Regions from separate parts of the Mus musculus genome. Here region 2 is linked to region 1. A link is a contact called in public HiChIP or PLAC-seq data. All regions are on one chromosome and are shown on one strand. Each heading gives the region's core, a stretch centred on a gene start, on an enhancer-like site or on the middle of the called end of the contact. The rest is flanking DNA. Distances are from core to core; before and after follow the strand shown.

Evidence for each region. HiChIP or PLAC-seq counts read pairs in DNA pulled down with a chosen protein or histone mark.
Region 2: an HNF4G HiChIP or PLAC-seq map of pancreatic cancer cells shows a contact between it and region 1. The contact joins the enhancer-like site here to the promoter of Adnp in region 1. A contact is called at or near these places in 6 of 39 promoter capture datasets (the 3T3-L1 cell line, 3T3-L1-derived adipocytes, the C10 cell line and 2 more), 1 of 15 datasets of contacts at CTCF or cohesin (large pre-B cells), 1 of 484 Hi-C or Micro-C datasets (the G1E-ER4 cell line) and 2 of 115 datasets of contacts at active chromatin or transcription factors (microglia and pancreatic cancer cells).

The regions. Positions count from the first base shown.
Region 1 is chr2:168,204,751-168,210,977 of GRCm38.p6, forward strand. Adnp (activity-dependent neuroprotective protein) reads right to left here and starts at 2,362. Exons shown (of 4, transcript NM_009628.3): 1 at 1,824-2,362. It overlaps Gm20716 (predicted gene 20716), which reads right to left. Exons shown (of 12, transcript NR_132310.1): 9 at 5,681-5,886. It overlaps Dpm1 (dolichol-phosphate (beta-D) mannosyltransferase 1), which reads right to left. Exons shown (of 9, transcript NM_010072.4): 9 at 4,298-5,886. The coding sequence ends at 5,782.
Region 2 is chr2:170,155,951-170,161,494 of GRCm38.p6, forward strand. No RefSeq gene overlaps it. Among named protein-coding and RNA genes, the nearest start is that of Gm34403, 26 kb to the right of the region's middle. Within about 2 kb of position 2,516, at least 108 of the 459 cell types and tissues checked have an H3K27ac peak or open chromatin away from gene starts, as enhancers often do. A contact at or near this core is called in the G1E-ER4 cell line, microglia and pancreatic cancer cells, where this site is marked.

The sequences.
Region 1 (6,227 bases), core at 1,112-3,611:
GGTTTCGTACTGTGCATCTCACACCTATGGAAATAACAACAGGAGTAAAATCTACAGAAATCCACACACCCTAAAAAGGTGGGTGCGCACCGAACCAAGACTGGTGTCAACACTTGCAAAGGCAGTTGGCTACAGACAGTGTACTGCTGAAAGTGGAAGGCAACACAATTTTGCAGTGAACTCTATTAAGTTTGACAATGAAGAACTCAATAGGGACCTGATGTTTACCAACAAAGCCTTGCAAATCCTGACACCCATCTTTCATGGCTGTCAAAATCACCAACCCATAAAACCTCTCAAGAATGACTTTCCACTCGCAAAAGAGTCGGAGAGATTTGGATTGACCTGATCTCCCAAGCCCGTGACTTTCAGGTTTTAAACAACCCCCTTTACCACCTAGCCTAGGAAAGAGATGTCAACACATCAAACCTTAAGGTGAAGGAATTCTTGAGAAAGGGAACCTATGACCCAAGGATGTGCACCAAGGTGACTGATCAGCAATCAAAGTCTGAGGGTGAACAGGTTTGAAAAAGTAAAAAAAGACAACTTTCCAAACGGAGAAGTGGCTTTCTTAAATAAAATCTCTCTAGCCTCACTTAATCCTTCGCCATGTTGCTGTCAGCTCACCCAGTGCAAGTCTTGCTGGACCCATTTTCCCATGGTCTGTAGAAGGCGCTGTTTAGCACATCCTGTTCTAGTTCTGGGGCCCTTCCCCCCTCTGCAGCCTTACCCAGTGCAGGGAATGCGCCCCCTACTGACTCCCACACTCAGTGCCTTTAACCGACTTGGCTGCAGTGCCTTTTGGGTGGGGGCTGGTATTTTCTCCATGACCATAAACCAGAAGCAACAATGCAGATTTATAAAGAAACTGCACAAAGCTATCCAAGAGACACCCCCCGACACACATCCCATTGTGAAGGTTCAAGATACAGGCACAAGAAGCATCAGGGATGGGAACTGGGCGTTTGGGGCTGGACAGCATTAAAATGGCTAACACAGGAAACAGTTTGGTTCTTTTTCCCTCCTAAGCCTTTGTCTGTGAAATGGGGTTATGACAAGAACTGTCCAGAGGACCTGGTGACTGGAAGAACACTGAGAAGACACTTGGGGTGTGTGGCAGGGAGTGAGACTAAAATGAGTATTAGACTTCTTGGAGAGAAGAAGAGAAGCAATCGCGCCTTTTCTAGCAGACAGGCATCCAGGTTGGGGGTAGGGTGGGGAAGGGAGGAGAAGGACAGGCAGCTCAGAGGAAAGAAGAGGCGAATAAGAGGGTGCTCAAAGAACTACTCCCCATTCATTGCATTCGAAAAAAATTCTTTCCGCGGCTTTCTGGATTTCCATTTTCTGACTGCAAAGTTGATCAGAAAGCTCTAAAGAGGGAGTGCTGACCAGGTAGCCCAGATTGAAAGCAGGGCCGGTGAGGGGCTGTGGTGGTTAGGATGGGAGGGAAACTGGCATGTTGTTGGGGAGGCAAAGACTTTCACCCTCTGCCATGCACGCTCCCCGCCCCCCAGGCCTTTCCCCCCTTTCCAAGCCTAGGGTGGGCAGACCTGGCAGAAGGCTGGTTCCGGGGACTGGGGGAGGGCGGGAGGGGATTAGTTCTGAGGACGAGAGAGCGAGCGGGGTTCGGCTGGGGGCGGGGTGGGTGCGGGAAGATGCCACTAGCCGCAAAAGCCCATGGTGGCCGGCCGGCAGCCCCGCGGGGCGGAGAAGGGGATCGGGCTGCAGGAGGGCTGCGGCCGACTGGGGTTCGAGGCGGTGTGTGCACGCCGAGCACAATGACCGCGCCCGGGATCGGCGGCGGGCAGGGCCGCGGGGCTTACCTTGGCTCGGCCTCGAGGCGTGCGCGGGGCCGGCGTGCTCTAGAGCACGGCGGCGGGTGGACGGCGGCACGGCGATGGCGGCGAGGACGCGCCCGGGGCCTCGTCGCGCTCGGGCTCCGGCTCGAGCCGCGGCCGCGGCTGCTGCCGGGGGGCGCGGCGGGCGCAGCAGAGCGGCGGGCGGCGGCGCGGGCAGTGCAGACAAAGGAGGGGCGGAGGGCGGCGGAGGGCGTGGGGCCGCGGCTTCACCGTCGCGGGCGGGCAGGCGGGCGGCGACGGCCGCGCGGCTCCTCGGCGGCGGAGACCGAGAGAGGGAGCTGTGGCTGAGGCGACGCCAAATCCCCCCCGAGCGAGCGCGGCTGGAGGGGGAGGGGGCCAAGATGGCGGCGGGCGGGCGCTCAGCTCATGGGTCCCGGCGGCGGCGGGTAGACCGGACGGGTGGCGGCGGCGGCGGCGGGCGGGGGAGGGGGCTGGTCCCGCGTCTCCCCTCAGCAGACAATACAAGCGCCTCAGAGCAAGTCCCCGAACCTGCCCTAGCCAAAATGGCGGCCGAGAAAGAGCGGAAGTGACGTAAGCGACTCATTAGCATAAGAGGACTCATTGTCCAGCTGGGGGGGGGCGGGGGCCATGGACCCCCTACTCGGCGACCCCCCCCCAAGGGAGAGCTCTTCGGTCCTCGGCTGCGGCGACACCCACTTTCCTTATGGCAGGGTGGCCCCAGCCCCCCCCAGCCTCTCCTGGGTGAGATTATATAATCCCCACTGAGGGGAGCTCTCGCGAGAACGTGGAGGCTTTGCCATTGCCCCACTAGGAGGCGCCGTGGATAATGGCCGCACTGCGCTCCTGGGTGCCTTCCTCTGACCGCAGCGCCGCCGGCGGAGGCAGAAGTAGCGGGCCGCAGCACGCCTCGACAGTCAGTCAGGTGGCTGCACTGGGGATCCCTGCGCGGGCCCATCTGGGCCTGAACTACATCTGGCAGGAGGGCGCCTGGGGCTGCCCAAGGCCCACGTGCTCAGAGTCAGCTCTCCCAAGCTGGAGGCAAAGCCAAGGGTTGAGCCTGCTGCCTCCTGCCTTTAATGAGGTGTGATGCCCTCGTGTTCCTCCCATTTTTTGAGATGACACAGCTCTGAGGCCATGTCAGCTCTTCTAGTGAACTGGTATGGGATAGACAGGGACTCAGCTTTTCACTTCTGCTGTTCCTTGGACTCAAGTCATTCCTTCAAGTCATCAGATGGCCACTTACCATTGACTCAAGGAAAAAAAAAGTGGGATTTGTAGAGTTGAGGCCATTGGATTGTCAATGGCTAAGGATGAAAACGGTCTGGCACTCACCCACAATTCTGGTATGTGACAGCACCTGCACTGTTGGCTTTGTAACTTTGGATCATCCCCAACCAACATACCATGTCAACATCAACAGCCTCGGTCCACTTTAAAGGAACAGTAGTTACCCTACCGTAGATAAGGATGGCTAAAAGCTCTACAAAGTAGCAAGTGCAGTTGTGAAGGATTGGCCACCCCTCCCCCAACATGAGGTCTCTACAAAGTTGCAAATTTTGAAAGAATCAGACTATATATACAGACAGCTCAGTGTCTAAGGGTTTGGTTGGGAAGTTGAACAAACTTCCACCTAACATTTATTTTTTGCAATTATTAGAACATATATTTAAACCCCTAATCAATAGCTCAACAATGTAAAACAAGGAATAGAAACTATTTAAAAGGAGGTGGGGCTGAGGCTAAGGCCTTTCATCAAGGAGTAGAGATGGGGAAGCACACAATGCAGAAGACAGGCAGGCTGTGTGAATTCATCTCTACTGTTCTCCTCAGACACTGGGTTTCATGCAGTGATAGCACAGGTATGAAGAACATCTGCATTGCAGCAGTGCTTCACTTTGTAGCATAAAAGGTGCTGGATTCTGACGGAGAACTTAAAAAACTGTGCATGCTTATGTCACCAGATTTAGCACAAAAATACAGCATAAAAATTGGGCAACCTTGAGCCGGGCGCAGTGGTGCATGCCTTTAATCCCAGCACTCGGGAGGCAAAGGCAGAGGCAGAGGCAGGAGGATTTCTGAGTTCGAGGCCACGAGGCCAGCCTGGTCTACAAAGTGAGTTCCAGGACAGCCAGGGCTATACAGAGAAACCCTGTCTTGAAAAACAAAAAACAAACAAACAAAAAAAATTGGGCAACCTTCTTCTCTAAATGGCTTCTGAATGCTGGTGTTTACTGCTCAAACACACCCTGTGCGATGGCAGTAGTGACAGAGTAATTCTACACAGGCTAAGTACTGAAAAATGAAAAAGACCAAAGTTCTCTGCCCCAGTGAGGTGTGAGGCAGCAATGCTGTATCTACAGTGACTCCTGCTGAGGTCGCTGCTTAACTTCTGTTCTGTGTACTTGATACTGAAAACCTAATGCCTTGTTTCAAGATAGATTTCTCAGCACTCAAAAAACAATTCGATAACATTATAGTCCTATGACTTTGGCTTAAAACAAAATTTAATTGAACACTAATAAATATTCTAGTTATTAAGGATGAAACAAGTCACTTCCCCATGGATGTGCGACAAGTTTTGGCAAAGGGGAACACAACAACAGTAGTTCTTATTGGAATATGCACTGTGGGCCCAGCTATGTGACTACATGGCAAGGCTTTCATGCTCAAAACAAAGTGAAGGTGTAGCTCACGTTTGTTCTTGTTACAATCAGCTAGAAAAAGGAAGTGAACATTTAAGACTTTCAATTTCTTTAGCAGCCCAAGTAAGGTGGGAAACAAGTATACAGGTTGGGGTGTATGATGATGCACACCACAGTCCTCACACTTGAGAGATGAAGGAAACAGGACCAGTAATTCAAGACTAGCTTTGACTACAGAGTAAGCTGGAAGTCAGCTTGGGCTATGACACTGTTCACTAAATGTGATTATGCAGTAACTTAAGAGACAGATGTCTGTTCTTTTTTTCTTGCAAAGGACATGCAACTAGATCTCATGTATTCACTCAAAACCTAAAACATGCTCTTTGGAGACAGAGGCAGATGGATCTCTGAGTTTGGTCTACAAAGCCAGTTCTAGGACAGCCAGGGCTATTACACAGAGAGACCCTGAAACATACTACATGATCTGAAAGCTATGCTACAGACAGAAGTTCACTGACTGATAAGTGAAGTATCTTCCCTGACAGTATGGAGCAACTTATCCTTCATTTTAACAATAGAACATTTTTCTGGATGAAGAAAAATAGTACAGGTATTTTTCTGTTGTGGTATCAAGTTTTGTTGAGGTATTGAAATAATGTACAAATATTTTGAGATAAAAAGAGATAAAATACTTCTCTTTCCAATAGGAGTTGTTGCTCAAGAAGACAAAGCCAAGAGCACAGCTAATGTGACCCACTGCTTAACTGCTTCCCAGCCCACACTGTACTCTGCACAGGTCTGCTCTGACGGACCAGGCTATGCTCAGTCTGCATGCAGGGAGCACATGCAGGGAGCACTGCTTCATCTAGGTTCAGACATCTGCCATGGACTTCAGGTCAGAGGTTTTACTTCTTTTCTAGTTCATACACTAACTGTATTTCGTAAATGCAATTAAGCTTCCCTTTCTACCATCTAGGGATAAAGAACTAACAATCTAGTTTTATGAAGTATTCCACATTTTTTTCATAAGAAACTTGCACTCACATTATCTAAATGAAAGCAGCAACATTTTATGCAAAACCTATATACATTTATTTATAGGTGTAATGTACATGAAAATTGAGAACATTGCTCACTAAACCAAGAACTTTAAATTTTAATTTGAAATATAAAATGGAGCTTCTCCAGAGAAAAAGATCCACATTAAATGCATCTTACCTTTGGCTCATGTGTTAAGACAACATTGATAAAAATCAGTGACCCGGGCTTCTCTACTTTTAATTGAAATGAACACGGGAAGCATAAGTGAATCATTTCTTTTATGTGGTAGCAAAGAGAGTCAATAACCCTTTCAGGAACGAGACTATTTCATTTCCTCCCAACTTGGATTCACCATAAACTCGATCCACAAATGAAATTGGAACCTGGTTTAGAAAACACAGAATACATTAAAGTCAGTCTTCAACCAACAGCAGCAGCGAGCTCAGGCTATGGCATTCAACACAGAGCAAAGCCTCAACCTGCAGCACCAGGACTCTGCACTGACAATCTCGGTTCTTAGGGTCACTGTCCTCGACACACTCATTACCTACAGTCAGTCATCTGGATGAAACCTGCAGCTGTCTGAGAAGCACTGACCTCAACACTATGCTAGTGCACTCAATTTCAGGGCCTAGTTCCAGTACGATGGTTTTTCAGTTTTTTTTCTCTCTTTCAATTGTTACGTTTAATGTCGCAGAGGAGTTAAATTATAACCCTTCTAATG
Region 2 (5,544 bases), core at 1,266-3,765, 2.0 Mb after region 1:
TTTTGGCTATATATATATAGCCAAATATATCTCCAAAATACACACACACATATAGTGGGTATATAAATAAAACAAATATATCAATATTTATAGATAAACACACACACACATATATATCCAAACACACACACGCATATATATATATATATATATATATATATATATATATATATATATATATCCAAAATACACACACACACATATAGTGGGTATATAAATTATATATTTGAGACAAGCTATCATGGAAGTCCAGGCTGCCAGCTATAATTTGCTTTGTAGCTGAGGCAGACTTTGAACTCCTAGCCTTCATGTCTTGAATTACAAGTTATTATCATTGAAGGAGTGGAGCCCAGTGTCTCATGTGCTGAGCAATCACCCTACCAATTCAGGTACTTCCCTAACATTATTTATTTATATATTTTGCTTTTTGAGACAGAGTACCTCTATGTAGTCCTGGCTGCCTAGAACTTGCTAGGTAGACTAGCAACTCACAGAGATCCTACTAGCCCTGCCTCTGGTGAGCTGGAATTAGAGATGTGTACCAACACACCCAGCCGTTAATATGCATTCTTTTTATTTTTAAGATTTATTTATTTTATGTATGTAAGTACATTGTAACCATACAGATGCTTGTGAGCTTTCATGTGGTTGTTGGAATTGAACTTTAGGTACCTCTGCTCGCTCCGGTTAATTCTGCTCACTCCGGCCCAAAGATTTATTTATTATTATACATAAGTACACTGTAGCTGACTTCAGACACACCTGAAGAGGGTATCAGATCTCATTACGGGTGGTTGTGAGCCACCATGTGGTTGCTGGGATTTGAACTCAGGACCTTTGGAAAAGCAGTCAGTGCTCTTAACAGCTGAGCCATCTTGCCACCCTCTTAATATGTATTCTTTAAAAGATTATTTTTATTTTATCTGTGTGGGTATTTTGCCTTCATGTACCATGTACACTCTTAGTGCCTGGGGAGGAGGCCAAGGAAAATCAGAACCCTGGAAATGGAATTATAGTTGTAAGCAGAGCCAAACCCAGGTGTCAGGTCTCATTTATTCTTGAAACATAGTTTTAGGCTAGATAGGGTGGCATGGCCCCTGATCCCAGCAGTGGGGGGCAGAGGCAAGTTCCAGGCCAGCCAGGACTATATAGTGAGGTCTTGTATAAAACAAAACAAGCAGGGCGGTGGTTGCGCACGCCTTTAATCCCAGCACTCAGGAGGCAGAGGCAGGTGGATTTCTGAGTTCCAGGCCAGCCTGGTCTACAGAGTGAGTTCCAGGACAGCCAGGGCTATACAGAGAAACCGTCTCAAAACAAACAAACAAACAAACAAAAAAACCAAACAAACAAACAAAAAAACCTTATAAAATTTTATAAAGGTTTAAAATGTATAAAATTATAAATTTTGAGGTGAAATCGGTGATTTGGGGTTAAAACGTCAGTAAAGATGAGCAGCGGAAGCTTCTGACAGTTGGGAGCTCCCGACCTTTCACCTTTACCTAGGACTGTAGAGTCCCTCCCTCAAATGGCGCCTTCTGTTTGCATTGCGGTGTTAAGAGGATTTCACAGGTGACTTCAAGGCACAGAAGAAAGGAAGAAAGAAAGGAGACTGTCCCGTTTGCAAGGTTGAGAGTCAGTGGCTCAGCCAAGGGGGAAACAAATAGGTCCCTATAGGATTCTAGGACTGGGTTCAATTCCTCACCCCCAGCCATCCCCCCCCCCCCCCGAATTTACACATTCTTATCTTGAACGGGAGAAATGGGGAGTTTGTGTGGCCTGCTTTCCAAAGAACCTGCGTTTGTAACTTCTAGAATCCACAAAGAGGTTTCTGCCAGTTTCCTCCCTCTGCCTCAGGCTTCCTGGTCTCCTGTCTCTCCTCTCTCTCTCTCTCTCTCTCTCTCTCTCTCTCTCTCTCTCTCTCTCTCTCTCTCTCTCTCTCCCTTTCTCTCTTTCTCTTACAACACACAGATTACCTGTAAGAGAAGGAAGTGGTCTAAAGTATGGGTTTTCTCTGAAATGGCTTCCTCTTTCTTTTTTTTTTCCTCCCAGAGTGCATTCTGGTATCATCTTATCCCAGCCCCTCCCCCCTCCCCACCCTCTGTCTATCCCACCCTCCTCCTCATCCACTAACATCTTATTAATTAATGATCCCCACTGAGTTTAACTTCCTTTGTGTGGCTGACTGAGTGTTTGATTTCACAATTTTAACACTGACGTAACAGTGGGGATGTTTTTCCCCCCTATCATTGAGAAAGAAAACTATAATTTTTCAAAAAAAAAAAAACAACTTATCATTTTTCTAGTAATTCACTCAGTGGGTGGTTATACTGGCACCATGGGAAATACATGGTGGAGTTTGATGACAAACTCAGGCTGTTTTTAGTGGGACAATCGGGAAGGGGAAGCCTTCTCAAGTGGGTCAATAAAACACCTGGGAGACGGACATTACTGTTGGAGAAGGAGGCAGAAGGCTGTGTGGGAGGAATTCTGCCGAATTACTCAGCTAAAAGTCCCTGTGCCCTGCCCTCCTGTTGGGCTGGGCTGCACTGGGCGGAGTCAGCCTTTTCCCCTGCCCTTGGCATTCTATCAGACTGTCTTCTGACCCAATTTCATCGCAAACCTTGTAAAAGAAACCCCTGTTCTCTGGTGTATGATGCTCCCCTCTGAGGTGACAGACCCCTCTCTCTGGTGCTGGTTTTCTTTGGGTCGCATTTGCAGAACACTAGGCATTTCAGGGGCAAGGAAGAGAATTGTCACCCACCACTGCATTAAGGAAGCAAATGTCTTAGATACACTCCTTCCCTCCTGGCAGCACCTTCGGAGAGTCACCTGTATTCTTTTCTTTAATTCAAACTGCAAACCCCCAGTGGGACAGAATCTATGGATGTCCTCACTGCTCATAGATGGGGAAAATCCGGGGATCAGAGATGACAATGCCCAGAATCACACAGCTAGGCTTGGCTGCATGGAGCTATTGACTCAATGATGTCCCTAGGCTGGGCTTGCCAAGGTTTGCCACACAAACCTTGTCTCAGAGACTCAATTGGTCTATATCTTTCTCCCCTGCAGCTCTTTTCCTTCCTGCATCCCACAGTCTCATAGGAAAGCTTAAGAAGTCAGGGAGAGTCCACTTTAAATAGACTGCACAGGGAACTAGAACCCACCAAGAGGGAACCTCTCTTTTTCTTTTTTTAATTTGATAATGTTGAGCCCATGTGCTGGTTGTATCACGTGTGCACAGTGTCTCTCTAGCAAGTTCAGGTCAGCCGGAAGAGAAGCTGTAGTTCCTATATTAAGAAATGGCACGGAGGGCCAGCAAGATGGCTGAGGCAATAGGGACTGGACGGTGATAGGACACTTGAGTTTCATCCCTAGAACCCACACAATGGAAGGCACTGACTCCCCAAGTAATGCCCTGTCCTACTACACACTTGAGCCACGGCACATGTGTTCACTCACATGCACAGTAAATAAGTTTTAAAGTGTAAAGTATATGTTTGTTTGAGACGGGGTCTCTCCATTGTCCTGGAGCACACACTATGTAGATCAGGCTGGCCTTGAACTCACAAAAGACCTTCATTCCTCTGCCTCCCAAGTGCCCGGATTAAAGGCATGTGCCACCGCACCTGGCTGAAAAAGGGGTATTTTTTTTTTTAAAGCAGCAATGAACAAACAAAATAGAGACAAAAAAAAAAAAAAAAAAGAAAGAAAGAAAGAAAGAAAGAACAAAATAAAAAATAAAAAAACCAACATCAACTCTAGCCTTAAGGTCTGGAGGAATATTTCTGTTAGTTGCAAATTCTTGACCACAAATAAGTTTTTCTTTGAAGTGAGGGGAGGCTAGGGGGCTGGAGAGGTGAGCTACATGGTGGCTCACACCACCTGTAACCCCAGTCCCAAGGGATGAAACACCCTTCTCAGACACCAGGCACCTGAAGCAGAGACACCCACCCATCCAGGCAAAATACAACTACAGAGAAATAAATAAGTAATTCTTAAATGTTTTGTGTGTGTGTGTATACACACCCATTCTAAATATATTAAAGTCTATGCACGTGCGCATGTAAGTATCTCTCCTACGCTTTCAATATAAGAGAAATGCTTTTCAGTGTTTAACTAGCCACAATATGGTGACTACGCTATTTGTTCAGAGGTAAGGCTGGAGGCCAACTAAGCTGCCTGCAGATTGACATCTCATTTCTCGTGGAGACTTTACAAGCCTCCAGTGTTTTCATTCTAAATCCACATAATTGTTCCTGGTGGATGCAGAGCAGGCAGAAGCCCAGCTTCATGCACACGGACTCGATAGTGTTCCGGAAACTTCTTATTCTGGACCAAATCCTCCTATCACTTCTCCTCTGGTGATTCATCCCTACCGCCTTCTGAAGAGGAAGTGAGCGGCACACACACACACACAGGCTTTCCTGTTCTTTTAAATCTTTTGTTTATTTTGTTTTTGTTGTTCTGGGGCTCTAAGGATAAATCCACGCAGCCTTGATTGTTATTAACGCTCTGCCGCTAAGCCACACCCCCAGCTTTCTTTGTCTGGAATTCCCTCACTCATTTCCCCACTAGGTCTCCGGGTGTAGCCTGGGTGGCTTAGAATTCACCGGGCTGGCCTCAGGCTCACATTCTGTCTCTGCCTCCTGAGTGCTATGATTAAGGCTATGCATGCTGCTACATACATTGTAAAAAGCGAAGCACCCACTCTGTGAAATAACGCTGTAAATGATAAATAATGTTTTCCTCAAATTAATTTATTTTATGTTACATGTGTGAGTGTTTTTCCTGCATACATGTGCACTATAGGCGTGCCCGGTGTCCCGGGCAGTCGGAAGAAAGCATTGGATTTCTTGGAACCGTAGTCGAAATTGGCTGAATCCTGAAAATGTAACTCAGGTCTTTCCAAGAGCAACAAGTACTCTCAATCACTGAGCTGCCTTGCCAGCCCTGCTGTATGATCATTTTGAATCAATCAATTAATTATTGGGAATGGGATCGCAAGTACCATGGGTTTCGGTCAGGGAGGGGTTGGGAAGGTCGGAGGTCCGCTTTGTGGTGTTGATTCTCTCTGTTCATCTTTATGTAATGTCCAGTGACTAACTCAGGTCTTTTAGCTTGAAGGGTCATCTCTCCTGTCCAGTACAGCTAAAAAGTTTTTGGTTGTTTTGTTTTTGTCTTTGTTTTGTTTTGTTTTGTTTTGTTTTGTTTTGTTTTGTTTTGTTTTGTTTGGCTAAGCATGGTGGTACACACTTTTAGTCCCAGAACTTTGGAGGCAGGCAGAGGCAGGCAGGTCTCTTGCGAGTTCCAGGCCAGCCTGGTCTACAAAGTAAGAAAAGGAAGAGGAAGAGGAGGAGGGAATAAGAGGAGGAGGAGTGGGAAGAGGGGGAAGAGGGACAGGAGGGGAGGAAGAGCAAAAGGAGGAGGAAGAGAGAAGAAATAAAAGCTTTTCTTTGAGAGTTAGAAGGATGCACACATACACATATAAATAAATAAATACATAAATATAATGGAGGACAAGGGTTAATCTTTTATATGTGTGTG